7 separate regions of the Mus musculus genome follow, and regions 1, 2, 4, 5, 6 and 7 are each linked to region 3. The links are chromatin contacts, called in public ChIA-PET, HiChIP or PLAC-seq and promoter capture Hi-C maps. All regions are on one chromosome and are shown on one strand. The core of a region is the stretch at or near the end of the contact, and the rest is flanking DNA. Distances in the headings are between cores, read along the strand shown.

The links. Promoter capture Hi-C pulls out the DNA fragments that hold promoters and counts their contacts. HiChIP or PLAC-seq counts read pairs in DNA pulled down with a chosen protein or histone mark. ChIA-PET counts read pairs in DNA pulled down with a chosen protein or histone mark.
Region 1: a FOXA1 HiChIP or PLAC-seq map of pancreatic cancer cells shows a contact between it and region 3. The contact joins the promoter of Cdt1 here to the promoter of 2810013P06Rik in region 3. A contact is called at or near these places in 5 of 39 promoter capture datasets (embryonic stem cells, liver, pre-B cells and 1 more), 2 of 484 Hi-C or Micro-C datasets (both in embryonic stem cells), 12 of 115 datasets of contacts at active chromatin or transcription factors (the 230-238 cell line, cardiomyocytes, embryonic forebrain and 6 more) and 2 of 9 other capture datasets (adipose tissue and liver).
Region 2: an H3K27ac HiChIP or PLAC-seq map of microglia shows a contact between it and region 3, with 5 times the contacts expected there. The contact joins the promoter of Gas8 here to the promoter of 2810013P06Rik in region 3. A contact is called at or near these places in 4 of 115 datasets of contacts at active chromatin or transcription factors (bone marrow-derived macrophages, epiblast stem cells, memory CD8 T cells and 1 more).
Region 4: a contact with region 3 is called in an RNA polymerase II ChIA-PET map of memory CD8 T cells, with 639 read pairs. The contact joins the promoter of Piezo1 here to the promoter of 2810013P06Rik in region 3. A contact is called at or near these places in 9 of 39 promoter capture datasets (the C10 cell line, cranial neural crest, embryonic stem cells and 5 more), 1 of 484 Hi-C or Micro-C datasets (embryonic stem cells), 6 of 115 datasets of contacts at active chromatin or transcription factors (double positive thymocytes, embryonic stem cells, extraembryonic endoderm stem cells and 2 more) and 1 of 9 other capture datasets (liver).
Region 5: a contact with region 3 is called in an RNA polymerase II ChIA-PET map of memory CD8 T cells, with 19 read pairs. The contact joins the promoter of Afg3l1 here to the promoter of 2810013P06Rik in region 3. A contact is called at or near these places in 4 of 115 datasets of contacts at active chromatin or transcription factors (embryonic stem cells, extraembryonic endoderm stem cells, memory CD8 T cells and 1 more).
Region 6: a promoter capture Hi-C map of pre-B cells shows a contact between it and region 3, with 7 times the contacts expected there. The contact joins the promoter of Galns here to the promoter of 2810013P06Rik in region 3. A contact is called at or near these places in 19 of 39 promoter capture datasets (the 3T3-L1 cell line, 3T3-L1-derived adipocytes, the C10 cell line and 13 more), 7 of 484 Hi-C or Micro-C datasets (cardiomyocytes, cerebellar granule neurons, cerebellum and 3 more), 11 of 115 datasets of contacts at active chromatin or transcription factors (SST interneurons, bone marrow-derived macrophages, cardiomyocytes and 8 more) and 4 of 9 other capture datasets (adipose tissue, embryonic stem cells, liver and 1 more).
Region 7: a contact with region 3 is called in a CTCF HiChIP or PLAC-seq map of the NIH/3T3 cell line, with 5 read pairs. The contact joins the enhancer-like site here to the promoter of 2810013P06Rik in region 3. A contact is called at or near these places in 6 of 39 promoter capture datasets (cranial neural crest, embryonic stem cells, hippocampal neurons and 3 more), 1 of 15 datasets of contacts at CTCF or cohesin (the NIH/3T3 cell line), 1 of 484 Hi-C or Micro-C datasets (embryonic stem cells), 8 of 115 datasets of contacts at active chromatin or transcription factors (the 230-238 cell line, cardiomyocytes, embryonic forebrain and 5 more) and 2 of 9 other capture datasets (adipose tissue and liver).

What each region holds. Positions count from the first base shown.
Region 1 is chr8:122,565,877-122,569,497 of GRCm38.p6, forward strand. Cdt1 (chromatin licensing and DNA replication factor 1) reads left to right here and starts at 2,139. Exons shown (of 10, transcript NM_026014.3): 1 at 2,139-2,395; 2 at 3,211-3,369; 3 at 3,448-3,599. The coding sequence starts at 2,180.
Region 2 is chr8:123,517,304-123,521,011 of GRCm38.p6, forward strand. It overlaps Gas8 (growth arrest specific 8), which reads left to right and starts at 1,532. Exons shown (of 11, transcript NM_018855.2): 1 at 1,532-1,649; 2 at 3,301-3,387. The coding sequence starts at 1,647. It also overlaps a transcript of Dbndd1 not described here.
Region 3 is chr8:123,040,363-123,043,971 of GRCm38.p6, forward strand. It overlaps 2810013P06Rik (RIKEN cDNA 2810013P06 gene), which reads left to right and starts at 2,213. Exons shown (of 1, transcript NR_045268.1): 1 at 2,213-3,609. Ankrd11 (ankyrin repeat domain 11) reads right to left here and starts at 1,922. Exons shown (of 13, transcript NM_001081379.2): 1 at 1,587-1,922.
Region 4 is chr8:122,549,864-122,553,116 of GRCm38.p6, forward strand. Piezo1 (piezo-type mechanosensitive ion channel component 1) reads right to left here and starts at 1,466. Exons shown (of 51, transcript NM_001357349.1): 1 at 1,112-1,466. The coding sequence starts at 1,175.
Region 5 is chr8:123,476,217-123,479,605 of GRCm38.p6, forward strand. Afg3l1 (AFG3-like AAA ATPase 1) reads left to right here and starts at 1,646. Exons shown (of 17, transcript NM_054070.3): 1 at 1,646-1,831. The coding sequence starts at 1,694.
Region 6 is chr8:122,609,904-122,613,593 of GRCm38.p6, forward strand. It overlaps Galns (galactosamine (N-acetyl)-6-sulfate sulfatase), which reads right to left and starts at 1,584. Exons shown (of 14, transcript NM_016722.4): 1 at 1,325-1,584. The coding sequence starts at 1,435. Trappc2l (trafficking protein particle complex 2-like) reads left to right here and starts at 1,723. Exons shown (of 5, transcript NM_021502.2): 1 at 1,723-1,790; 2 at 3,163-3,335. The coding sequence starts at 1,758.
Region 7 is chr8:122,584,345-122,587,659 of GRCm38.p6, forward strand. Galns (galactosamine (N-acetyl)-6-sulfate sulfatase) reads right to left here. Exons shown (of 14, transcript NM_016722.4): 12 at 568-689. It also overlaps the pseudogene Gm34962. Among named protein-coding and RNA genes, the nearest start is that of Aprt, 9.1 kb to the left of the region's middle. Within about 2 kb of position 1,432, at least 95 of the 459 cell types and tissues checked have an H3K27ac peak or open chromatin away from gene starts, as enhancers often do. A contact at or near this core is called in the NIH/3T3 cell line, pancreatic cancer cells and trophoblast stem cells, where this site is marked.

The DNA of each region.
Region 1 (3,621 bases), core at 889-3,388, 470 kb before region 3:
CACTGTGTGTGTGTGTGTGTGTGTGTCACCTGTTGAATGAACTAAATTAAAAAAGCAAGCTGGGCACTAGCCCTCATCTCTCCTGACTGTGGTTCAGTGTGCCCTGCTGTTCCTGCCACCATGCTTAGGCTGCCATGATGAACCACACTATCAAACCATGTGCTAAAAGCTAAAAACCCCTTCCTTCCTCAAGTTGCTTTTATCACTCCTCATGTGGATTTTCTTTTCTTTTTCTTCCTTTCTTTCTTTCTTTCTTTCTTTCTTTAAACAAAACAGGTTCCTTGGACAGCCCCAATTACATAGTCTCAAAAACAACAACAACAACAAAAACCAAGACAGGGTCTCTCACTGTAGTCCTGGCTGACATGGAACTTTGTATTTACACCTGCTGGGATTAAAATCAAGAAGCAGAAAGATTTTTTTAAATTTTATTTATTTTCTGAGATACAGTTTTTCTGTGTAGCCCCTGGCTGTCCTGTAACTTAAACTCTGTAGACCAGGCTGGCTTCGAACTCAGAGAGCCACCTGCCTCTGCCTCTCAAGAGCTGAGATTAAAGGTTTGCCCAGGCCACTGCCTGGACTAGTTCAAAGTCATTTGACAGGGTTTCATGTATTCCCAGACCAGAGTAGAACTTGAGTCTCCTCCCTAAGCCTCTGAAGTGCTACAGTCACACGTGTGAGCTACCAGGTTTCCACACCTATGCCTTTTCTCCTTTTTTATTAATTTCAGTCAGGGAAATTAATTCCCAGCCCATGGAATAGTGGCATCCAAATTAGGGTGTGTCTTCCCACTTTAATTAGCCTCAACTAGAAAATCCCTCATGGGCATGCCCAGAGGCATGGGCCGCATTCCTCATGGCTGCAAATATCAAAGAAAGGGACTCTATTCCCAAACGCTCAAGCGGCTGTGTTAGGCTTGATGCCTCTGGAACTTCCTGTTTGCTTGCTGTCTTACATTATGGGGGATCACTAGTATACCAGAGCACTCTCTGATCCTAGAACATCGGATTAGCTCAGCCATGTGTCACTTATCTAATCAGCTTCGATCAGGAGGCAGCTGGCTTTGTCTTGTCACTGGGCCAAACCAAGAATTCCCGCAGGGTTCCAAGGCTGTGCCCTCCCAAAGGCCAACTTGGCAGGGATGTAGAATGGTTACTATGGCTGGCCATGAGGCTCCAGGGTGTAGTACACTCAGGAGGTAGGAGCAACCAAGTCTCCAAACTTCTAAATCTTGGTCCTTTACTTCACAGCTGCAGATGCAGTTTAGCCTGATGCGCTGGACTGTGCATGATCCCACTTCCTGAGAAATCTCCTTCGGTGCAGCGTGTGCTTACAGCTGCTATCCAGGTTTCCCAGTTCCTGCTTCTCCACTGTCCCCTCACCCTCATGAGAGCCACCTTTGCCCAAAATGATCATACTGTCTGCATGGCCACTTCCTCCAGGAGTTGGGAGCATTGGGTGGGTGACTGCCATCTGATGAGGAAAGCAGACCTGCGTGGCCTCTCTGAATTTTCCCATGCTTCTAGGCCGCTTCCTGCCAAGGCGTAACTCCAACCTCTGCAGTCCTTAGCCCGGATGTGGCTAGGAAAATGAGATGCTTTTGGAGCCGGTTCGGCGGCATGAGTCGTCCTGGGTACTCATCTCGCTCATGGGACCGGACACTCAGCAGTTGCGTGTGACTCAGACCCAGCTACTTGGCTAGCCTTGGAGACCGGGCTAGTATTTTGTAAATGGGAACAACAGGAGCAGAAGTGTCTCCTTTCACGTGATTGCCTCTTTGCTGGGCCAAGAGCTGTCAGGGCCGCAGCCGCCGCTGTCCACACCGCGCGCCAAGTGGCTTTGAGAACCTTACGCACCACAGCCCCGCAGCCCGCGGAAACCACGCGGATCGCGGATGTACTACGCTGCACGCCAGCGCGCCAGCGCACAGGAGTCAAATAGTCTCCTGCCCCCAACCCTCCAGCCCCGGCCGCTCCCATTCTCGGTCCTCAATCCAAAGCTGCCGCGGGGGTGGTGGCCCGGCATGGCGCATGCGTCTCTTGGTGCCTACTAGCGCGCATGCCCCGGAGCGCGCACATTTCCCCCCTCCCAGAACTGTGCGTGGTGGTACGGCCTGGGCGGGGCGAGGCTGAAGCCGCGAAAGTTGCGCGGAATCCGCGGGAACTACCTTTTTGGCGCCATGGCGCAAAGTCGTGTTACCGATTTCTATGCGTGCCGTCGCCCTGGCCTTACGACTCCGCGGGCCAAGTCGATCTGTCTCACCCCGAGCCCTGGTGGCCTCGTGGCTCCTGCGTTCACCCGGAGCAGCAGCCGCAAGCGCGCCCGGCCCCCAGCCGAACCCGGGAGTGACCAGCCCGCGCCGCTCGCGCGCCGGAGGTTACGGCTGCCTGGATTGGTAAGGAGCGCGCGGGAGTCCCCCCAGAGGACCCTTGGTTAGGACAAGAGAACCAGGTTCTCGGGCGCCGAGGCAGAGGACTGGAGGAATAGAGTCGCGAGCAGGCTGGGCGCTTTTTCCTCTCCCCAGGGCATTGCTGACGTAGGCAGAGGGTACCTGGGCTTCCGGGGAGGCCGCAGCTGGCGGGGGTGAATTGTGGTGGTGTGGGGGTTATGCAAAGAATTGAGGGCTGGAGAGATGGCTCAGCGGTTAAGAGCACTGACTGCTCTTCCGAAGGTCCTGAGTTCAAATCCCAGCAACCACATGGTGGCTCACAGCCATCTGTAGTGAGATCTGATGCCCTCTTCTAGGGTGTCTGAAGACAGCTACCGTGTACTTACATATAATAATAAATAAATCTTTAAGTAGGAGTGAGCAGGGCCAAGCTGAAGTGAGAGAGGTCAACCAGAGCAAACAGAGATCCTAAATTCAAATTCCCAGCAACCACATGACAGCTCACAACCATCAATACAGCTACAGTGTATTCATATACATATAAATAAACAAATAAACCTTTAAAAAAAAAAGAATTGAGCTGGAGTTCCTGAAATGGAGAGAGGGCCCTGGAGGGCCAGGCCTGCGAGCTGCTTCAAGACTGGACAGACCAGGTGGATCTTTCCTAACTGCTTCATCAAGCATCTCCATAGACAGGCACCCCCTAGCGCCTGACTCCTGCCCTCCGAGTCGAGTGAACTGATACCCTAGTTCTGGCTCAGCAGGGAGCAGGTACCCCTTCCCACCCCCAGTTTATTGTTCTGTGCCTTCTTAATCGCCAGGACTCCTGCCCCAGTTCTCTGCCTGAGCCCAGTTCCCCAGCTGAGCCCAGCCCTCCAGCTGACCCTAGCCCTCCAGCTGACCCTGGCTCCCCCGTTTGCCCATCCCCCGTCAAGCGAACAAAGAGTACAACTGTTTATGTTGGTCAACAGCCGGGCAAGGTAAGAAGGCTGGACTGAGGGTGGGCTGTGGGCAGGGGCATGCGGAATTTGCAGAACTGACAGTGCCTATGTCCCCAGATCCCCTCAGAGGACTCCGTCTCTGAGCTCCAGTCCTGCCTGAGGCGGGCACGGAAGTTGGGAGCCCAGGCACGGGCCCTGAGAGCCCGAGTCCAAGAGAATGCTGTGGAGCCTAGTACCCCAGATGCCAAGGTGCCCACAGAGCAACCATGGTGAGTCCTAGTGGGGCCACAA
Region 2 (3,708 bases), core at 282-2,781, 480 kb after region 3:
GAGCAGTTCATGTTCATCTCTGATCTTGCTGATGGTCTGGCTTTGAGGTCAGCCTTGGCTACATGGACTCCGCCTCAACAAACAAGCCAAAACTGCTGGAACCATTTCTTCCAGAACCGTACCATCAGGATCTTTTAGCTGCAGTGCTGTTGGAGCCTGTGACTGCACTGGCTAGTAGAGTGTGGGAGATGTGAGACAGTGCAACTCCCAAGGCTAGGTCTTTAGGAAAGAAATCCAGCTTTCTTGGAAGGCTCCCGTAAAAAACAGGCTACCCGGAGTCCACCTGTGTATGTTCCGGCTGACAATCTGAGCTCTCGGCTGACAGCATTCGACAGCTGACCTAACTGTGCTCAGGTGCTTCTAGGTGCTGCTTTTGAGTTTCCCAGGCGAGTGGGGCTCGCCTTAAAGTTCACTGACAGCAAACAGCGTGGCGGCTATGTTGGACTTTTGTTAAGATTTACTACAAATAAGCCACTGTTAGAATGCTCACAAGGATCCGGTGTTGTTCTTCCAGCGGGCCATTCTTCAAGAATCTGGGAGAGGGGACACTGGGAGGTTGGGTTAGCAAACAGGGGAGTCTCATTGCTAGGAGCCTCAGATCCCCACCACTGAGCAATCTTTCTCTCCTGCTGCATCCACTTATGGGTGTGGAATCTTCATCCTCAGAGCAGGCAGAGGAGCATAACCTGCTGTCCCTTCTGTTTCTGTTTTACCCTGTCCTGCTAAGCCACTTTGTTGTTGTTTTGCTTTTGTTTTGTTTCTCTTTCTTTTTATGTATGTGCATACACTGCAGCTGTACAGATGGTTGTGAGCCTTTATGTGGTTGTTATGCAGGGTGCAGCCCTGCTCCAAGCAACTCCAATCAACTCGCTTATTTATTATTATAAATAAATACACTGTAGCTGACTTCAGACGCATCAGAAGAGGGCGTCAGGTCTCATTATGGGTGGTTCTACCTTCAGAAGAGCAGTCAGTGCTCTTACCCGCTGAGCCATCTCTCCAGCATTTTTTTCTTTTTTTTTTTTTTTTTTTTTTTTTTTTTTTTGAGACAGGGTTTTTGGTATGTAGCCCAGGCTAGCTTCCAACGCATGCAGTCTTCCTCTCAGCTTCCCCAGTGGTCGCAGGCATAACACCCTTAGCGTTTTTCTTTCTGGAAGCCCAGCTTTACACGTTCAGTCTCATCAGAGCAGCATGTGGAAGGAATTTTCACAAGCAGGGCAAGGTGGATGGGCCGCAGGAGCGGGCTCTTAGCTCAATATTTGCATCCAATTTGGGAACTTGGCTTGGGAGGCAGATTAATCATTCAGACTTTTCTCTTTATCCGTTCCTCCTTGTGAGCGCCCGCCATGTAGACTCTGGAGAACCCGAGGAACCACAATAGGTTTCTTCTGTAGCCCAAGTTGTAGTGGGAGAGAGACCAGCAATACACCGAGGGCAACACTAGCTCTTCTGGCGCGTTGTTAGGGACGCACTCCCGGTTGCCCAGGTCCCTTAGGGCGGGGGTGGGTGGGAGGGGAGAACTGGAGGATAGTCTCGCGAGGATTTGAGAACCAGCACGGGATCTAGTCGGAGTTGCCAGGAGACCGCGCAGCCTCCTCTGACCAGCGCCCATCCCGGATTAGTGGAAGTGCTGGACTGCTGGCACCATGGTGAGTCGGCCTGTGCTCGGAGTGTCCAGTGCACAGAGAACCTGGGAGGCTTTCGTGCAGAAATGTGGAGAGGGTCGGGTCCCCGGGACTGGGAGGGCCTGCAATTTTGGATTACTAGAATGGAGAGCTGGGCGCAGTTCTTCCGTGTGGTCCCGGTTGGGGAGGCCAGGAGGCCGGGGCCTGCATTCAGGTTCTCTGGGATGATCATCACACTGGCTAGACTGAGAGTCCAGTGTGCAAGGCGTCCAGAAATCAGAAGCTGAGTCCGTCAGATCCTTGGGACCAGTACTTAAGGGCTCAGGGGTCAATTAAGTGTCCACAGGGCGCAGAATCCGGCACAGGAGAAACCCCGAGAACTCGGAGGTGGAAAACCTAGCGTGTACCATGTGGCCGGAGGCCTCCCTACCAAGGGCAGAGTGTCATGGAGTGACCAGGGATACACACCTTGGGTATCTCAGGCTCCTGAGAAGAAGAAGGCCGAAGCCCCCTGTCTCCTTTATTTTTCTCACATAATGCCCCGCCCCACCCAGGAGATAGATGCTGTCAGTAGTGCAGTGTCTTGGCAGATGTGCTAGGGCATGGGTCATTAGCTGGTGGGGTGGCATCTTCCTGCGTCTGCCTGCCTGGAACTATGGCCGATATTAACTGCTGCTTAATCTTCCCGCCAAGCATTTATGGCCTTGTCAAGGCTGCTAGAATAAAGCAGGCCCTGTGAGCAGTGTCTGCTGGGAACATCTGCAGACAGACACAGTGTGTGCGGTGTGCTCAAGACCAGAGTTCCCTGAAGTGGGTTCATAATGGCAGACACGAGTCAGGAAGCCTCAGATTCGGTCATTGCTGTGAGGTCTCTCCAAAAGGCTTATTCTCGGTCCTTGCTGATGAGGGTCTTCTGTGTCTCTGTGGTGGCTATGAAGCGTGGTTGCCAGTATACTTGTGGGGTGGGGCGGGTGTGTGTGTGTGTGTATCCCTCCTTTTTAAAGCCCAGATAAGTTTTTCTTTTTATCTTTTAGGTTTCCACACTACCTCCTCAAATGCTGCCTTTCCCAAAACACCCCTTCTCCACCCCCCCATAAGTTTTTCTTTTTTTTTTTTTAATGTAAGATTTGTTTTATATATGTGAGTACACTGCTGCTGTCCTCCAACACACCAGAAGAGGGCATCAGACCCCATTACAGATGGTTGTGAGCCACCATGTGGTTGCTGGGAATTGAACTCAGGACCTCTGGAAGAGCAGTCAGTGCTCTTAACCTCTGAGCCATCTCTCCAAAAGAATGTTTTTAACCGTAACAAAGAAATTCTTGTCCTACATCCAGGAGTGAATGGGTTTGAAGTGTTTTCTTTCTCCTTCCCTTCCCCCTTAGTGCTTCTCCAAATGAGATCTCTCTCCCTCCCCACCTCTGGTATATTAATGGGGGGGAGGGATCAGTATAATGATACCCCCTAGGTAAATGTTCCAGTCAGCACTGTGTGAACAGTCAAGGTCAAGATTCTAAACAGGCATTCCTTCCCCTTATGCCTGTGTGAACCGAGTCAGTCAAAGAGGGACACCCTGAGGTAGAGCTGACCATGTGAGCAGTCAGTCCATCAAGGAGGGACACCCTGAGATAGAGTTGTCCTGTACTTAACTCAGTCCTCTCTTCTTCACACAAAGGCACCCAAAAAGAAAGGGAAGAAGGGGAAAGCCAAAGGGACCGCGATTGTTGATGGCGTCGCACCAGAGGACATGACCAAGGAGCAGGTGAGCACAGCCCTTGGAGCCTGGCTCAAGGGTGGGGTAGGCACCGCTGCAGATGTGCTGGCGAAACTCTTATCTGTGTGTCTGTCTACTCTCAGTCTGTCCAAACGTAACGTGTCTATCCCGTGCCCGTAGTTTCCTCACTTCACCTGGCATGACATACTTTTAAATGCAGTGTATCCATGTGAGGACACTTTGTAATAGGAACCTGGAAGGCGTCCCCCCACCCCTCGAATATGATAGGTATTTTTAAACTTTGTGCATTTTATTTCATCCTTATCTTTTCATATACCCAGTGGTCACAGAGCTGATTTGTAAGTGTTA
Region 3 (3,609 bases), core at 963-3,462:
TATAGCTGCAAAGTGACATTGGAGTATTTGTGCAATCATTTCAAAAGACACAGACAGAACTCTAGTCTTCAGAGCAGCTAGTGCTCCAAAAAGAAATAAAGGTCTCAGGGCAACAAGTACCATTCTCCGAGACTCTACCATGGAACTACCCAAATTATACCACTGACTAGGACTGCACACAGCAAAACACAGTAACTGTTTCCATAGCTTTCTCCACAACCCATTATCACCTACAGTCTTTGCTGAGTTAAGTCTCCTTATCCCTCATAGGCAACCCAACAGCCTAAGTAAAATTTTACGTACAAATGTGCACTTCTATTCAGTAGTTGAATGGAAGAACGTGTTGAATGGAAAGTGTTCAAAGGACCACAGAAAACTCACCAAATAGGTACAAAAACCAAATTTTTCTACCGGAAAATTTGTAAAACTGCCCAGTTTTCTCAAGTGGGTGTAAAACTTCTCACGACTGCAGAAACCACTGTGAAACATGAGAACTATACACATGTAACTAGATTTCGGAGCATACAGCCTTCCTGTGAACCAGCTTAACCTTCACCAGTCTTCCAAACCCCAGACGAGCTTTCCAGAAACATAACAAAAACAGAAAAACCTACAGGAGCACCAGGTAAAGACAAGGCCTTGAGAAAAAAAATGAGACTCCACACCAAGCCACATACATAGGAACTGAACCGCACATCCGTCTGTGAAGGGGCTAGATCCATGTGGCAGGGCCAACCCTGCACACACGTACACACACACACGGGCGCGCGCGCGCACACACACACACGCACACACACACACACACACACGCACACACACTCTCGCAGCTACCGCCTTGCCAGGGGATGATGAAATGAGGAACGGAAATTAACATTTCAGGCAACGTCTCACATTGTTCCTTGAGGCCAAAGGCTGCTCCTGCAGCCGTCGCCTACACCGCTTTCCTCCCACTCTCCCCCCCGAGTCCCGCCTTCCCCTCCCCCAGACGCCCCCCGCCGCCCCGCATTCCTGCCCCCACTCGGGCCTGCGCGCCTCCGCACCCCGCAGCTCCAGGTCCCCGGCTCGCCCGCCCCCTCCGGCTCGGCTCGCAGCCCGAGGGCCGCCTGCTCCCATTTCAAAACACGATAATAATAGGGACGCTGGGAATAACAACTACCACCAGCCCGGCGACGGAGCCCCTCCCGAGGGTCAGAGGTCGGCGCCCCGCGCCACTGAGGACCCCAGGGACTCCCGGGAGCCCGCCGTCGTCCTCACAGCGTCCCGGGACCCACTAACGCACCATCGACCCTCGCTCAAGGCCCGCCCTCGGTCCTCACGGCCGCCACAGCCCACCCCGGAGCCCTTCCTTAGCCTCTCTCGGCCGCCCGACCCCCGGGACGCCCCGAGGCCGGCCTCGGAGCCCGCCCTCGGCCCCTCATGGTCGCTCGCAGGACCCCCGCGGCCCACCGACCGGCCTCTCGCGGCGCACGGCCCGCCCCGGGGCACCCGCGGCGGCGGGCAGCGGAGGAGGCCTGCAGGCCGCAAGGCCGCAGGAACGCCCGACGCCCTCCCCGACCACCACCCCCCAGGTCCCCGGCGCCTCTCACCCGGCTCCGAGGGCGACGCGGCTCCGCGGCGGAACGGCGGCGGGGCGCGGGCGCTGCCCATGCAGCCCGCGGCCGCGTTTCCCGGGCCGCGCGGCCCGGGCGGGAAGGCGGCGTCGGCGCGCGGGCTGGAGGCTGCGGCGAGTGCGGGGCCGGCGGGATGCAAGCCCGCCCTCGGCGTGCAGGAGCTCACGCGGGGCCGCGGCGCTCGCGCGGACGCTACTGCGGGGGCGTCTGGCCGCGGACTCCGCCGCGGCGCCTCCCCGGCTGGGGCCCTCGGTCCATCGCGCTCTGTCGCGGGCGGCCTCTGGCTCCAGGACCCAGCGGTGGCTGCGGCGGGCGCCGGCCGCATGAGAGCCTCCCGCCCATTGGCTCGCCGTATCCGCCACCGCCATTGGCCCGCCCCGCAGAGCGGCAGGGGCCGCTTACGTCACGTCGGAGAGGAAATGCGATGCCGGGGTGAAAGGGCTCAGACGGCCCGACGGCTTCCGTAACAGGCACGGGGCGGCGCTAGGGAGACGTCCGGGAATGATTGGCATCCGTGCGTAGGAGACCCAGGCGGAGAAAGCCGCTGGATTGGCTGACCTCCCTGCCACGGGACACGACGATTGGCCCTACTCGGTGCCGGAAGTGATGAGGCCGCGGTCTGGAAACAAGGTTGTTGTCGAAGGAGCCAGAAGGTGGGAGCCGGCTTGTACCGGCTGGCCTTGCGCTGCGGACGCGAGGTCGTGTGTCGCCTGTGAGCCTGTGTGAGCTTCGAGAATGTGTGTCTCTAGCCGGCAGGAGGCTCTTGCAGGAGCAAAGGCAGCCGGGATGATGGCCGCGAAGGAGAAAGGCGGCCTCGGCCCCCACCCGCGATCCGGCTCTTTCCTGGAGGTGTTCCTGGACTGCGCTTCGCTCCGAGTCCCGTGAGCCACGTTAGCAACCGGGATGTGGTGAGCTCCAGACTCTGCCCGGAGGTTTCCTTAGACACCGCGCGCGCTTCAGCCGCCTCCCTTCCCCGGCTCCAGAACTTCACCGCGATGGTTCATGAAACAACAACAACAACAAAAAAAAAGGTTGACGAACCTCAGAGCTAGGCAGCAAAGTCGCATCGTCATGTGCCTGATTGTTTGAATTTACAGAACGCGGAAAAAGTTTAATGATGGTTTGCGTTAGTAGTGATTTGGTTTGCAAACGAGCTAAAAATTCGAATCCCAGCGCTGTAGTGACCGAGACAGGCGTATCCGGAGCTCAGAGTACATTGTTGTGAACATTTCGAGTTCAAGATTTGAGTTCCATGAAACCTTTGTCTCAGAAAAATGCATAAAGTAATTGTGACGAGTCTGATATGTTGGTATAGGCTTTTTATCCCGGTACTTAGGCAGAGGCAGGCTGGATCTCTGAGTTCCGGGCCAGCTAGGGCTACACAGTGAAAGCCAATTTCATAATATAATAAAATATAAAATAACAAGTAACCAGGGCTGGAGAGATGGCTCGGCGGCTAAGAGCACGTGCTGCCCTTCTCGGCACCCACCTCAGACAGCTTCACAGCCACCTTCAGAGGACTTGACATCTTCTGACTTTTCAGGAACTCACACCCGAGTAGAGTACTCACACATATAGACTACATATAAATCTTTTAAAGTAAATGGGACCTGGGGAGATGACCTGTCGGTCAAAAGCACTCACTGGCTGCTCTTCCAGAGGATCTGGGTTCGATTCCCGGCATCTGTAACTCCTGTTCTAGAAGATCTAACATTGTCTAGGGGCTCCCCAAACATGCACTAGTACACATACATATACACAGAAAAAAAATACGCTTCTGCACAGAAAAAAATCTACAAAAAAAAAGTTTTAAGTAGTCAAACTTCCAGCCTTGTCCTATTTAAAGAGCATCTGTGTATTTGTGAACCAGAAAAGCTAAGTGACTAAAATCAATATTTATACTTCTTTGTTTTGTTTTGTTTTTGACTTTTGGGGTTTTGTTTGTTTGTTTGAGACAAGTTTTCTCTGTGGAGCCCTGGCCTTCCTGGAAATAGTTCTG
Region 4 (3,253 bases), core at 216-2,715, 490 kb before region 3:
CTCCTAAGTCCGGGCTGAGCTGAGGACAGTATCCGCTGGCCCCTCCTTTCAGAGCTCAATGGTTTTCATTGATTCCTGCCTTGAAAAATCCCCCCCACCCCCCCACCCCGGTCTCACCACATTTTGGTCCTACAAATCAAAACTTGGCCTGTGTGGAAGTCATTGCCCGGGTTGCCTGACACCCCCCGGAGCCTGTTCCTGAAACAGGGTGCACAAGCAGTGTCCGTGGAGAGATGGAGGGAATCACGCACAACCCCCCCACCTCCAACAGATGGACTTCCACGAGGCAGACCAACTTTCACAGTGGGTACACTGACTCTCTGTGGGCTAATTTAATCAGACCCCGAGGAAGGTCACATGTGGAGGGGTGCTGACTGCTTCAGGAGGTGTAAGGGGGTGAGCAGCTGGGCAAGGTGCCCTGGGTGAGGCTGGGAGGGCGGCAATGGAGCCCAGCACCTATGACACCAAAAGAGAGAAGCTCTTTGCAAGAAAGGGACGTATGCCAAGGTAGGGGATCTCCAGTTCTGACATCAGGCAGAGCCTCCTGGGGCGCCCTGTGCCCCAGTCCCTCTGGAAGGTAACCAAGTAGGGCACAAGGAAGACAGGAGCTTAGCATTGGACAGACAACCTCGGAACTGAGACTAAGAACTGCGCCTAGGGCTGGAACATTAGTTCTGGTAGGAAATTTCTGACTTGAAAAGCTCCAGGCAGAACGCCACCTTCTCCCAGATTGGTCAGGAAGTCATGATGCAAGTTTGATTTTTTTCTTTCTTTCTTTCTTTTTTCTTAACTACGAAAGAGAATAGAAAGTCGCGCTCCCCTCACAGCTCAGACACTAACAGCCCCTTGCCCGGGCCTCTCCTCCCAGCCCGCGTGGAGACGCCCAGCGCTATCTGGGGCTCTCGCGGACCCGCGCCTCGCCGTTGCCTGCCGTGCTTTCCACTCGGTGCCCGGGCCGGGCCCGCCGAGGCCGCCAGCGCGCTCACGCCTCTGGAATGCGAGCGCCCTGGGCCGCGAGTCCCGCGGAATCTCCTCGCCTATGCTCGCCCGCCGGGGCGGCGCGGCGCAGGGGGACGCGGACGCAGCCTTCCCGCCCGCGCCCTCCACTCACCCGCCAGGAGCGTGCAGGGCAGCAACAGCCAGTAGAGCCCGGCGCCCAGCACGTGCGGCTCCATGCCCCGCGGCCGGGGGACCGCCCGGGGTCGCGCCGCCGTGGCTAAAGGGAGGTGCGAGGGCCGGAGGAACCGCGCGCCATGGCACTCTGGGCGGGTCTCCGCACGTGCGGCGCGCGGCTGCTGTGACCTCCCGCCGGCCTCGATCTCGGGTCGCCGGCCGGCCCGGCCGCGCCCTCTGGTTCCCGACGGCCGGATCCCGCGCACGCTGGGTTGTCAGCCCGCCCGGCTCGGAACTCACGGCGGCTCGTGGAGGCCGAGCTGGGCCGGACGGCGACGCGGCGGCTCTCTCCCTGCTCCCGCCTGCGGGCCTTTATAAGCTCGGCCCCCGCCCTCCCTGGAGTGCCCGCCTCCGCGCTTCCCCCGACGGCCAGGCGCGCCCAGGCACCCCCTCGCTGCCCAGCGCAGTCTGCTCGAGCGCCGGCCCTACTAGCCTGGCTGGTGCCGGTGACCCGGAGACCTCGACCCGCGCGCCCCCCAAACCCTCCTTCAGCCCAGCGCAGTTACTCGCACTGTGCCCGTGGGGCGCTTCTCCCTGGGGCTCCGGGGCCTGGGACCCGGGGTGGGGGCAATACAAGAAGACTCCCAAAGACCTGACCCACTTAGTACCCACGCGCAACTGCGCCCCTCGTGGTTGGAGCAACTTTCGCTTTGTTCCCCAAGCCGTGATGGCGCAGCGCCCTCTGGGGGCTGTCAGAGTCCCTAACTGTGGCACTGGCGGCCACGCTGGCTAGGCCTTGGTGGTTGGGGTGGAGAGACACCTTACTGCTGTGGCATCAGACAGCTGCATCCCACTGTGGTCTGCGTTGGGGCTTTGGGACTGCTTCCAGTCACACCTGCCCCCACTGTGTGGCTTGGCTTTAGTCAGTGTGCTACAGACAGTAGCAAAAGCTGACAGAGCACCTGCTGTCCCATTGGTGGCCAGACAAGGTCTGAGTCCGGCACGTGCCCGGTACCTCACCCAAGCCGCCTTGGTTTGGCTCAGTCTTCCGTATTAAGGTGGATAGGAAAGACGAAATGAAAAGGGGTCAAGAACGGCACAGTTGGACCAAGTTCAGGATGCACTGGGAAATGAGTAGCATTAGGGGCAGAGGCTTAACCGGGAGCGGTGATGATGTGACCCTTTTGAGCCTCAAGGCACCAGCAGGCTAAAGTCAATCACACTTCAGAACCTTCAATTTTCCAGAACCACCAGAAATGCAGGCTTTCCCTGGACATATAGTATTTAAACTGCCTAGCTTGGTCTCCAAGACTCACCTCTAGTCTGACTCTGAAGGGGTGCTGCTAAGACACGGGAAGGTTCAGAAATTCATTCAGACCTGCTCCTTGAGCAGCAGTTCTCAACCTGTGGGTCGTGACAGCTATGGGCCTTGAACGACCCTTTCATAGGGGTTGCATAATAGATATCCTACATAACAGCTATTTACATTATGATTCATAAGAGTAGCAAAATTATAGGCCGGGCGTGGCCTTTAATCCCAGCCCTCGGGAGGCAGAGGCAGGCAGATTTCTGAGTTCGAGGCCAGCCTGGTCTACAAAGTGAGTTCCAGGACAGCCAGGGCTACACAGAGAAACCCTGTCTCAAAAAAAAAAAAAAAAAAAAAAAAGAAGTAGCAAAATTATAGTTATAGCAACAAAATAATTTTATGGTCAAGGGTCACCACAACATGAAGTGTCTTAAGGAATATTAATTAATTAATTATTAATTAATAATAAATAAAAATAATTAATAATAAATAAATAAGCAATATTAGAAATTAATTAAGCAATATTAGGAAGGTTGAGAACCACTGTCCCAAAGGAACTGAAATGTTTATGTCTCACAACCATTGAAGTAGTTGTAGGGTAAAAACAGAAAGGAACAAACAGGGGAACTCTCAAAAAAACTAAACTGTATCCTACAGTGTTGTAGCAGTTTAAAGAGCATCTGAAGACTCCCTGAATTGTGGGAGCAGCTTCTAAGATACAATGTTACCATTGAAAAACTGGCGCCACCCTTGCCCGCCACAGCAAGTATGCAGTCTTGGCATGCAAGCAAGCCTCCTTCCTTTTGATATCCTGGTCAGTCACACACAAGCATT
Region 5 (3,389 bases), core at 396-2,895, 440 kb after region 3:
TACATGAGGATGTTTAATGACGGAGCTCCGGACCGACATGCATCCCACAAAGGAGATAACGGATGTCGGCCACGAGGCTCGAAAGCTAGGGGTTTTTATGGGGTAAGGGGCTTAGGGGTGTGGAATTCAGCATAGTGACACACTATTGGCTTATTTAAACATTAACAGAAAGATTACATGTTAGCAAAAGGGCATCAGGACTTTGTTCCTGTGGGCTAGGGGCTTATCTTGTTCACATAGCAACCAGTTGATGTATGACTTTACCCGGCATCAAGGGGCAGTGGACAGAGGGGAGGTTCCAGCCAGGTGGTGTTGACCCAGACAAGATAGCCCTGCTTGTACAATCAAGCTGTTCTTAGGAATGTCTTAACAACAGCCCTGTCTGTTCTGCTTTGTTCTCAGCCCCAGGCCACGGGCTCATAGACAACTCTTTTACATGAATCACAAGATACAAAATCTCATTTTCTTTTATCACCATCTCCCACTCCAGCGCGGTATGGTGAGGCGGGAGGGATGCCTCGGCACATCCCTTTCCCTGAGTTATCAGCCACAGGACAGGTATAATGTAGAACAGTTTATTTGGGGGCATGGGAAGGGAGTTGAGAAGGGAGTAGAGGCAGTCAAAGAGAGAAAAGAGAAGAGGAGAGGAGAGGCTGGCCAGGAACCCGTGGAGAGGAGGAAGGAGGGAGGAGTTGGGGAGAGAGGGAGAAAGGGGTCAGGGAGAGAAGAAAGTCTGAGAGAGAGAAGGGGAGAAGGGGCAGAGAGAGCGAAGACATGGAGGGGGGTATGGGAGTAGGGGTCGGGTTGGGAGGGAACAGACCCTTTTATAGCAAGCCAGGCCTTGTTGCTAGGTAACCGTTGGGCGGAGCATAGAAGGACTGCTAACACTATGGGTGACAATGGTCTTCTCCCGGGCATCTGTACCTTTGAAATGTAGTCAAGGTAGAATCTGAGTACACGCAGATGCCACGTGTGTCGTGGACAGCCCCACTGTCCAGAAACTGGTTCATCCTGAACACCCACACCTCCCTAATGCCAAGTCCAAATTGCTAGTCCGCACAACTGCAGGCAAATCAAAACTGGGGTGACTCTATATACCAACCAAGTGCTCTCCCGCAGAGCAATGCCACAGGCCCTCACGCTGCTCCAGACCGTCCCGTCGCTCCCTGCGCATCCGCAGGAATAAAAATGTTGTTAAGTAAAATTAAACAAGGGTCTATGACGTGGATCAATGAGACAAGTCGTGCACCAAATAACAGTTCCTTTGTTCACGATAGGTCTCGAACCACATCTAGTCTGGATGTAAAATACCGGGAGCACCTCCAACCGGTAATACTAGTACCCTCAACCAGGGAGAAGTAGCCTCAAAATTTAATTACGTGAGCCGCGTTACCCCGAGGACCCACCGAAGCCATTGATGTCGTTGACAATGCAAAATTTAAAATACGTCTAAAGGCCCTTGGTGTCTAGGTCAAGTTGGCCGCGGACCATCCGCCATCAGCTGTCAGGCAGCGCGAAGCGACACTCGGGTTCAGGATCCTAAGGAGCACGGCCGCGAACCAGACACCCAAAGAGAGGTCCGAGCCGATGCGGCGGCCAGCTGCGCACGCGCGCCCCCGAGGGCGTGGTGCACTATGATCCGCCTGCTGCGCGTGCGCGCGCCCAGGGGGCGGCGCGAGGTCAGGGCCGGGGGATGTTACTGCGGCTGGTGGGGGCGGCGGGCAGTCGAGCCCTGGCCTGGCCTTTCTCCAAGCTGTGGCGATGTGGCGGATGCGCAGGGAGCGGCGGGACGGTCTGGAGCAGCGTGAGGGCCTGTGGCATTGCTCTGCAGGTGAGCAGGGCAGCGCTGGGGCCACGGGTTCCGGGCGGCGTGGCGGGGGCCGCGCTGGGCGTCGCGGTGACGTCATCGGCCTGCGGCTGGGCCGGGCGCAGCGTCTTCCCGATTTCTGCCTCCGACTCCACTAGTGTCTACCTACGGCTGATCGGAACACTTGAGCGGGTGCGATCTAGCCATTATCCAGTTAGCTATTGCAGGGCCCCACTTAAAAGGTAGTAGCCTTTATTCATTAAGGAGGCGTAGGTCTCCATACTAAGCAGAGAAAGATGGCCACCATGGAATTCCCGCCACTGATGCTTCATTTTTTAGATAGTTTAGCCTTACTAGATATTTTATCACCCCTCACAGGTACATCTGCCAGTAGTAAGGAGGCTCACCACGGCGAAAGGGAATATCCATGCAGATTATCCATCTTCAAATAAATGCGTGTTACCATCACAGGGGCCATACAGCCGTTCTTCCTCAATTCAGTTTTGGTCTTGTTCCCTCTTAATATGACAGTAGTGTGGTGTAACGGTCCATGAGCAAATGTCCATTTACCCCAGCTAGGGCACTCACGATAGGTCAAAATGATTCCATTCCTCTAGCTTTGTGAACCAGTGAGCTTATTGGAATTAAATATGGCCGCACCGGGGAAGGTTACTTAACAGGAGTGACTCAAAAGCAGTTTCATCGATGAAAGGCTCACATACAGGTCACAACGCAAGGCGAACCTACAGTCAGTACCACTGAAGAGGCTCCCTCCCCTCAGCAGTTCTTTCCTGCCTGTAGAACTTTGGGTCTGGGGGCCCGTGGATTTTTTTTTAAGCTTCTGAGCATAAGGTTTATGGGGCTTCTTGAGGCTTAAGAGCTTCCCTCTCTGTAGGGGGGAATCTCTGGGTTTGGAGGAGGTAGCTGCACAGTGGGTCGGGAAAATGCCCTCAGGTTTGTTTCTAGTGCTGTGCATTGCACAGTCATTTCAGGTCATGTCGCACATCCTGTTCCGGTGGGTGACCCGTTGAAGATCAGTCATATAGTGATTGTTATAGACAGTTCTGAGTTGCTGTGGGCCAGTGTCTTTGTGAAAGAAGTACATTGGATGGACTTTGACTTGGTTGGGTGGCTTTTCGTGGCGAGACATCAGAGTGCCCACTCACCCTAGACAGAGCACTGGTAACAGACCAAAGAAAGGTGTTGTGTGACACTGCTCTTAGGGAACAAACATTACCCACGGCAGATAGGGAGCGGGCAACAGACCACGGTAGAGTCCATCTGGTGAACTAGTGAGTTTTGGTGGAGTTACTTACAGAAATGACTCCAACAGCTGCATCATCAGCGCCCATCCCAGTGTGGGATGGCAGACAGCTCAGGAAAGCTGGAAACAGAGTACTCTGCTCGTTCAGCAGGTTAGAGAGTGACCGTTCCTAGAGCCTGTTCCAGGCAGCTCAGTCTCTGCTTCACCCAGGTTGCCAGGCTACTCTCCACTTCTCAGGCAGCTGGGCACTTATCAGAGTCTGTCTTCACTGTGTAGACAGGGTTTCTCTGCATATCCCTGGCTGTCGTGGAACTCACT
Region 6 (3,690 bases), core at 334-2,833, 430 kb before region 3:
AACTGACAGACGAGCCTGTAGTCAGTACTTCTGGATCAAACCAGTGGAAACAAACAAACCGAGCCAGTGCGATTTGGCCCTAAAACGACTTAATACTGAAAGGCACTATATATGTATGAAATCTCTCTCTATATATAGATCTTCAGTACTGCTCATTACTGTGCAAAGTCTGCTATTAGTGACCAGGACAGGAGCCAGAGAAGCCAGACATCCATTGTGTGAACAGTCAGCATCCACAAAGAACGGGAAGCTGGAAGGGGTTTCCTGCAGTGGCTTCTGGGTGGTGGGACTTATGTACAGGACTTTTTAGATCTGTATTTTTCTTAGTAATAAAAAACTACTAAGCTAATGTTTATCAAGTGGGATGTTTACTTTCTTTTTCTCCTATTAAGTCTCTAAAATTGGAATGGCGAGATGGCTCAGAAGGTAAGAGCACTGACGAGTTCAAATCCCAACAACCACATGGTGGCTCACATCCACTCATAATGAGATCTGACACCCTCTTCTGGTGTGTCTGAAGACAGCGACAGTGTACTTATCTATAATAATAAATAAATCTTTTTTTAAAAGTCTCTAAAATTCAACTTATTTTACATATATAGCACCTCTCCATTCTGATGGGCCCACAGATCGCTAGACAGCATCCCTCTCCCCTTTTTGAGGAGGTAAGTGTGGATCAGCACAGGTCTGAAGGCCCTGCAGAGGGCTGGTTTGGCTATTAATTAGCCTCGGCCGGTATTAGCCTCTGATTTGTTTCAAATCATCCTGAACTGGATGTGACTCTGATTCTAACAATAGCCAACAGATGTCACTCCACAGTGTGTGTCTGGGGGTGGGGGGGTGGGGGTGGAGGTGGGGCTGGCAGGCTGAGACTGCGAGGAAGGCACAGTCCATCTAGTTCTGTTTGGATAGTTCCATCTGACTTAGTGTTCTACATGACTGATTTCTAAGCTTTCATGTCACTTCAGGGCGACAGATTTCTCAGACAGGGACACTGAGGGAGATATGCCCCAGGGCAGAATTCATAAATGACCACAGGCTGCACTCGCAGGTGACATTCTATGCCTGACTTTGTGGTCAGAGTTCCCCCAGAGGTCAGGCTGGAGGTGGGCACCAAGGCAGGGCCACCTGTTGAGGGGAGGAGAATGTCAGCCCGCTCTCGGGAGGGGAAGTAGGAAGAAAAGGGCCTCCCTGAACACCTACCCCCACTGCGGAAACAGTGAAAGATGTGACACCGGGCTCTGGGCCTCCCTCGGGTCACTGCTCATCCGCCGTGTGGCTGCCCTGTGTCTTCCGTGTCCCCCCGCCGCGTGGCCCCACTTACATCGTCCATGAGCAGTAGCACGATGTTGGGGGGCTGCGGAGCACCTGCGGCCAAGAGTCCTAGGGCACTCAGTACCAGCAGCAGCTGCTGGGCTGCGGTACAGGCCGCCATAGCAAACCAAGCTCCCGCTGAGGAGTCAAGACCCAGTCCCAAGCCTGCCGCGGTTCCTTTTGGACTGTAGGGCGGGCCCTGGCGGCAGAATGAGAGGAGGGGCAGGGCCACGGAGAAAAGAAGAGGGAGAGGTGGGGCCTAGGCTGTCTGAGTGACAAGGGAGTGGGCTGGGCCTTACGGGAAAGGGGCGGGACCAAGGCCGGACCTGAGAGTCTGGGCGGAGCCATGGTAGAGAGAGGCGGGCTCTGAGCCTCGGTGGGAGGAGAATGGGCGGGGCCTGCCTCCACATCGGGTCACATGATGTGGCGCACAGCCTGCCAATATGGCGGTGTGCATCGCGGTGATCGCCAAGGAGGTGCGTGAGAGGCTGCGGGCGGCGGGCGGCGGGCGGCGGGCGGCGGGCCTCCTTCCAGCCATGGTCTTGATCTTTTCAACTCTGAGCTCCAAGCCTCAGCCAAGCCCTATGATCAGGATCCTTCCGGCTCGCTTTCGCTGACAGCTGACAGCCGTCCGCCGCCAGTTTGCAGGCCTCCGCCTCCGGGTTTTGAGATCCCCCGGGAAGCTTAGCTGGTCGCTGCAGCCTGCCACCCGTCGCTCTACGCGTTCTTTTCACGGCCTCAGCTGCCTTCCGCGTCCGGTCTTTCTGCCCCGCCTTCCGGACCGTCCCCTGGCTGCCCAGCCGGCGCTATTTAAATATAAGCCTGGCGCGGCTCAAGTCAGCCTAGAATCCAAGTGCTTTTCTTTGCCTTAGGATAGTCCCCTTCATGTCTTTTGCACCCTTCTACTCCACCGTGAAGGCCTGCAAACCTCTAGACAGCATCCCTCTCCCCTTTGTACCCTCTATTCCCAACTGTCATCTTGCTGGCCAACATATATATTCATTTCTTTCCGGAAAGCTGTTTATGGATGCTAAGACAGCTCCAGAGGGCCACAATATCCTGTTGCATGAAGCCTGTATCCCTATTAGGCTTTTTCTGAGATCTGCCATTAGGGATTAGACTGCTGTGAAGCTGTCAGTATGAAAGAGGGAGTTATACCCCCAGGAGGCCACCAAAACCAAAACTCATGTCATAGGCAGCTGCTGCTTTGATAAACTCAGGAGGAGGAAGTCCAGTATCTATGCTGAAGGGTCCTGATTTGGAGACTCATTCAATGTCTCGAAGCACTGAGAACAGACCACTACCCTAGTGTGGCACGTTAAGAAATAGCTAGTGCCCCTGCTGTTAGGATGACACTACAGAGTGTGCTGGTGGTTGAGGCAGAGGTGATCCTAGGAAGAGAAGTGTCAGGGTATGTTGTTAGGCTGTGCTCAGGTTGGCATTCCGGAGTCATTTCTGCTCACTTCCTGCCCCTGTGCATTTGTCTCTACTGCTTCCACCCTCCCTTCCTCCTCCTTTCTGGTACAGGTGAGAGAACTAGGGCTTAATGCTGCGACTCAAGCACTCCACTACGGAGTTACATCTCTGGTCCCATATTGCTTTTCTTTTTGGCACTGGGAATTGGACTTAGTGCCCTGTGCATGTCAGGCAAGTGCCACACCACCCAGTTTTATCTTTATAGTCCACTCTCTGCAGACAGTCTTCCTTAGGTTCAGTTATGTCGCTGAAGGCAGCATGCCACAGTGCATTAAGCAGTAGAGAGTCATTGTCAGGCTGAGAGCACACGAGTGCTTTGACTTTGCCCTTAGAGCCCGAACTCACTGGGTGGGCTGCCATCTCTTCCTGCAGAATTACCCTCTGTACATCCGAAGCACTCCGACAGAGAGTGAGCTCAAGTTCCACTACATGGTGCACACGTCTCTGGATGTGGTAGACGAGAAGATCTCTGCCATGGGGAAAGCACTGGTGGACCAGAGGGAGCTGTACCTGGGCCTGCTCTACCCCACCGAGGACTACAAGGTGTATCCACCACTGCTCAGCACCCATCCTGCACTCACGGAGCAGGATCTGGGAGGAAACGCTGGCAAAGAAAACGTGTCAGGGGTTTCAGCTGGTCAGGCAGGCAGGTGGCCCGAAGCTAATGGAAGCCTCTGGACATTGTCTCCCTTTAATTGGAAGAGTCCCTGGAAAAGCAAGTCTGAGCATCCAGGAGGATGCAAGTTGACATAGTGGGAATCTGGGCTTCTCTGGGCTCACTAGAGGCCACCAACTTTGAATCAAGGGCGATTGTTTCATGATACTGTTGTTAGGCTCAGTCTCGTGTGACGCTGTAAATTCTTGGCCATTCCTTTTGGACAAATGATTAAGACCATAGAA
Region 7 (3,315 bases), core at 182-2,681, 460 kb before region 3:
GACTTTTGAGCTCAAAGACTCCTGCCCAGTGGAGGCCACTAGGTACCCTCAGCTCCAGGGTCCATGGTCTGAAGCACTGTACTCCAGAATCTGGGATGGAGTCCTTGGATCTCCTCGCCCTCAGCCTTTCCCTCCTGTCAGTCCCAGGGCTAGTTGGTGTGGATGGATGTCTCCTATGGCTGACTTGCTTACCCCTGCCCTTGGCCATCCCTGAAGGTAGCTTAGAGTATAGGATCCATTGCTGGGGTTGTCAATGAACTCAACCCAGAATGGGGAGGGATGAGAGGCAACCAGGAAGAGAAAGCAGGAGGGGAGCTCCCAGAGAGCATGGCAGCCATGGCCTGAGGTGAAGATAGAGGTCTCTGGGAGTTAGTAGGCTCTACATCCTCCTTGGTTGGGCGCCCAGGGTCCCATGTCTGTGTTCTTCATCTCCACACAAAGGCATCCATTTCCTGTGAGACCAGAGGGGTAACTCCACGGAAGGCAGAGCACCCAGACGTGGTTCTCACCTTTGGCCTGTCTGGCCAGTGTCTCCTCTGCGGCATGGAGACCCTGCCCCTGCCTCACCTGAGTGGGAATCTCTCCCCTGGGTCCCGTCCCAGGTGGAAGATCAGGGGTAGCTCCGTGTGTTCTTCCTGGGTGTGGGTTGTAACTCCTGAGACGTTCTGCCCGGGGCAGAAGTCAGTGCCCTGCAATGAGAGGCACAGAGAACAAGTGGGCATCCAGGACCCAGAAGCCCATGCAGCAGAGATGCCCTACTAGTCCAGCTGCTCACACATCCCTCGCGCCTGGTACTGCGGTGTTCCCTGGGGAGTGAACGTGAGAGCGGTTGGATCTGGTCACCTCCTGGATGGGGGAAAGCTTCAGGAGGAACTGCTTAGCATCTGTCTCTGGGCGGCTCCCCAAGTTTTTTCCATAATAGTCTGGGCAGCTAGGCTGTAATCTCAGCACTCAGGAGATAGAAGTAGGAATATCTTGAGTTTGAAGTCAGCCTGGGCTACAGGAGACCCTGCCTCAAAACAGATGAAGCCGTCTGGACCGGCTAACGCTTTGATTTTGAGGAGTGCTCCTCAGAGCGCCATAAAGCCTTTTCAGTGTGCGGCCAGGAGAACAGTGGCCTCTCAGAAGATGACGAGTCAGGGTGAGTCACTAGACCAGACACAGGAAGAGGGACCTTTGGCTTGAAAGCTGAGAGAACGCAGACCCAGAGCTGAACACGTGAGCTGAAGTAAGGGACAAAACAGCCGTGACCAGGCTCGAGGGAAGGGCACAGGCTGTGGAATCATGACCACTGCCTTCAGAGGTACAGAGGGAAGGCGGAACACATACTCAGGCTGTACGGAGTCAGTCCCTGCAGCTTCCTCTCAGATAGTTTGGCTGCTGCGGCTACCTTTCCTGGGTGCAGTCTGATTCCATTACAGCCGTTTGTGTGTACAAGCTTGCCCTTTGCCCTGGACCTCCCCTATGAGATTTCGCTGCGTACTCCTTGGGGTGGACTGATGTAGGAATGGAGAATGCCCCTAACCACGCCTCCAACAGTCTCAGACAGGAGCTGTGACTCAGTTGCCCTAGTGTCAGCCAACTCAGCAGTGGGAGACCTTCCTGTAGGGTCTGTATACATTTGACACGCAGCGCCGTTCACTAAGGAAATGTCTGCAGCACCTTGTGTAACACTTCTGGGATGGACAGCTGGTTGGTGCAGCAGTTTACAGTCTATAAAGCAGGGAGGCCATAGCCTATGAAGTTCCATTTGTGAGGAGCTGCAGAGATACAAGTTGGGGACTGGAAGGGTGGGCTATATTACAGTCAAAGTGGGTCCCGAATCTAGGCCTCCTGGAGCGTCCTGCCAGGGGACAAACTGTGCAGCACACAGCAGGAAACCACAACCATTAGCATGAAAATACCAAACAGTTAATGGAGAGGTCTAGATGGAACTCATAAATTATAATTTGGATGCAAATCAAATAAGCTATTTAATTAAGATCCCGCTAATTGGTCTAGGGTTTCTCTTACAGCTGCAGTTGTGTGAGTGCCTTGCTCGCCCTCAGGGCACCTCCGGGAAGTCAGCCTGCTGTAACACTTCATCCTCCCCGCAGAGCAGGCCTCTGGCCTGGCTCTGGATGCACAGCGGGATGGGGACAGGCAGACTGCTAGAAATCTCCTGATTTTGGAGAGGTGGTAAGGGACAGGACACTCGGGTTGGCTCACTCTCCTGGGAGATCAAAGTTCAGGTGTAGCAGCTGAGACCTCCATCTTAGGTCTGAAGCTAGAACCTGAGGCTTGTTAAGACAACCCCAGGAGCCCGGTGTGGTGGCACTCGGGAGGCAGAGGCAGGCAGATTTCTGAGTTCAAGGCCAGCCTGGTCTACAAAGTGAGTTCCAGGAAAGCCAGGGCTACACAGAGAAGCCCTGTCTCGAAAAACCAAAAAAAAAAAAAAAAAAAAAAAAAAAAAAGACAACCCCAGGAATCCAGGAGTGAAGGCCCAAGACCTGGGAGTTCTCTCACACCAGAAGCTCACGAACACTAGCAGAGGCAGATTGTAGCCTTTTGTCTGTAACAACCACCCTTTACCTGGGCCTCAACCCTGAGTCAGACCGTGAGAACTGAGGACAGCGGCAGTTTACAGGACAAAGTTCGGCTAATAACAACTGAGTAGTTCAGGCGATCTCAGGTGTTTTCCAACTTCTTAACAGTATCAGCCCTCCTCACTCCGTGGATGCTGCAGAGACCCCCTTCAGCACGGGCCACGTGGTGTGGAACCCTGGACAACATTCTGGCTCAGACGTTGCTTGCCCTCCAACAACACTGCCACCAATTAAAAATGAATGGGAGAACAGACTCCCTCCTAGAGACAGAAGCAGGCTTGATGGTGGGCGTGTGTGTGGTGAGGGCAGTGGCCAGCCTAGTTCACAGCGCACAGGACCCTAGGCCCTCAGCTACAGAGGGCAGGGCTAGAAAGGGAAGAGGGGAAGTGCTCAAGATGGACACACAGAGATGGATTCCGAGTACGGGTGTGGGCAGTGGAGACCAGGCTACCAGGCTAGTCAGATCTCAAGGCAGCAAAGGACAGGCGAGGGAGGGCCTGGGTACATCAGTGTCCACGAGGAACTGCCGCTAGACCTGGCGGTGAGCGGGAGGAAAGGCCTTAGGCCTAGTGACCTCACTGGAATTCCAGGTGTTCTCCATCTCTGCAGCCAGCTCAGCAGGAAGGCAGGCAGGGCGGGGCGGGGACCAAGCGTCTCCTTCCAAGGCCTTCTACAGGACCCCAACCCTAATGGGCCTGGGACCCTTGTCCATCTGTGTATTTACTCCTCA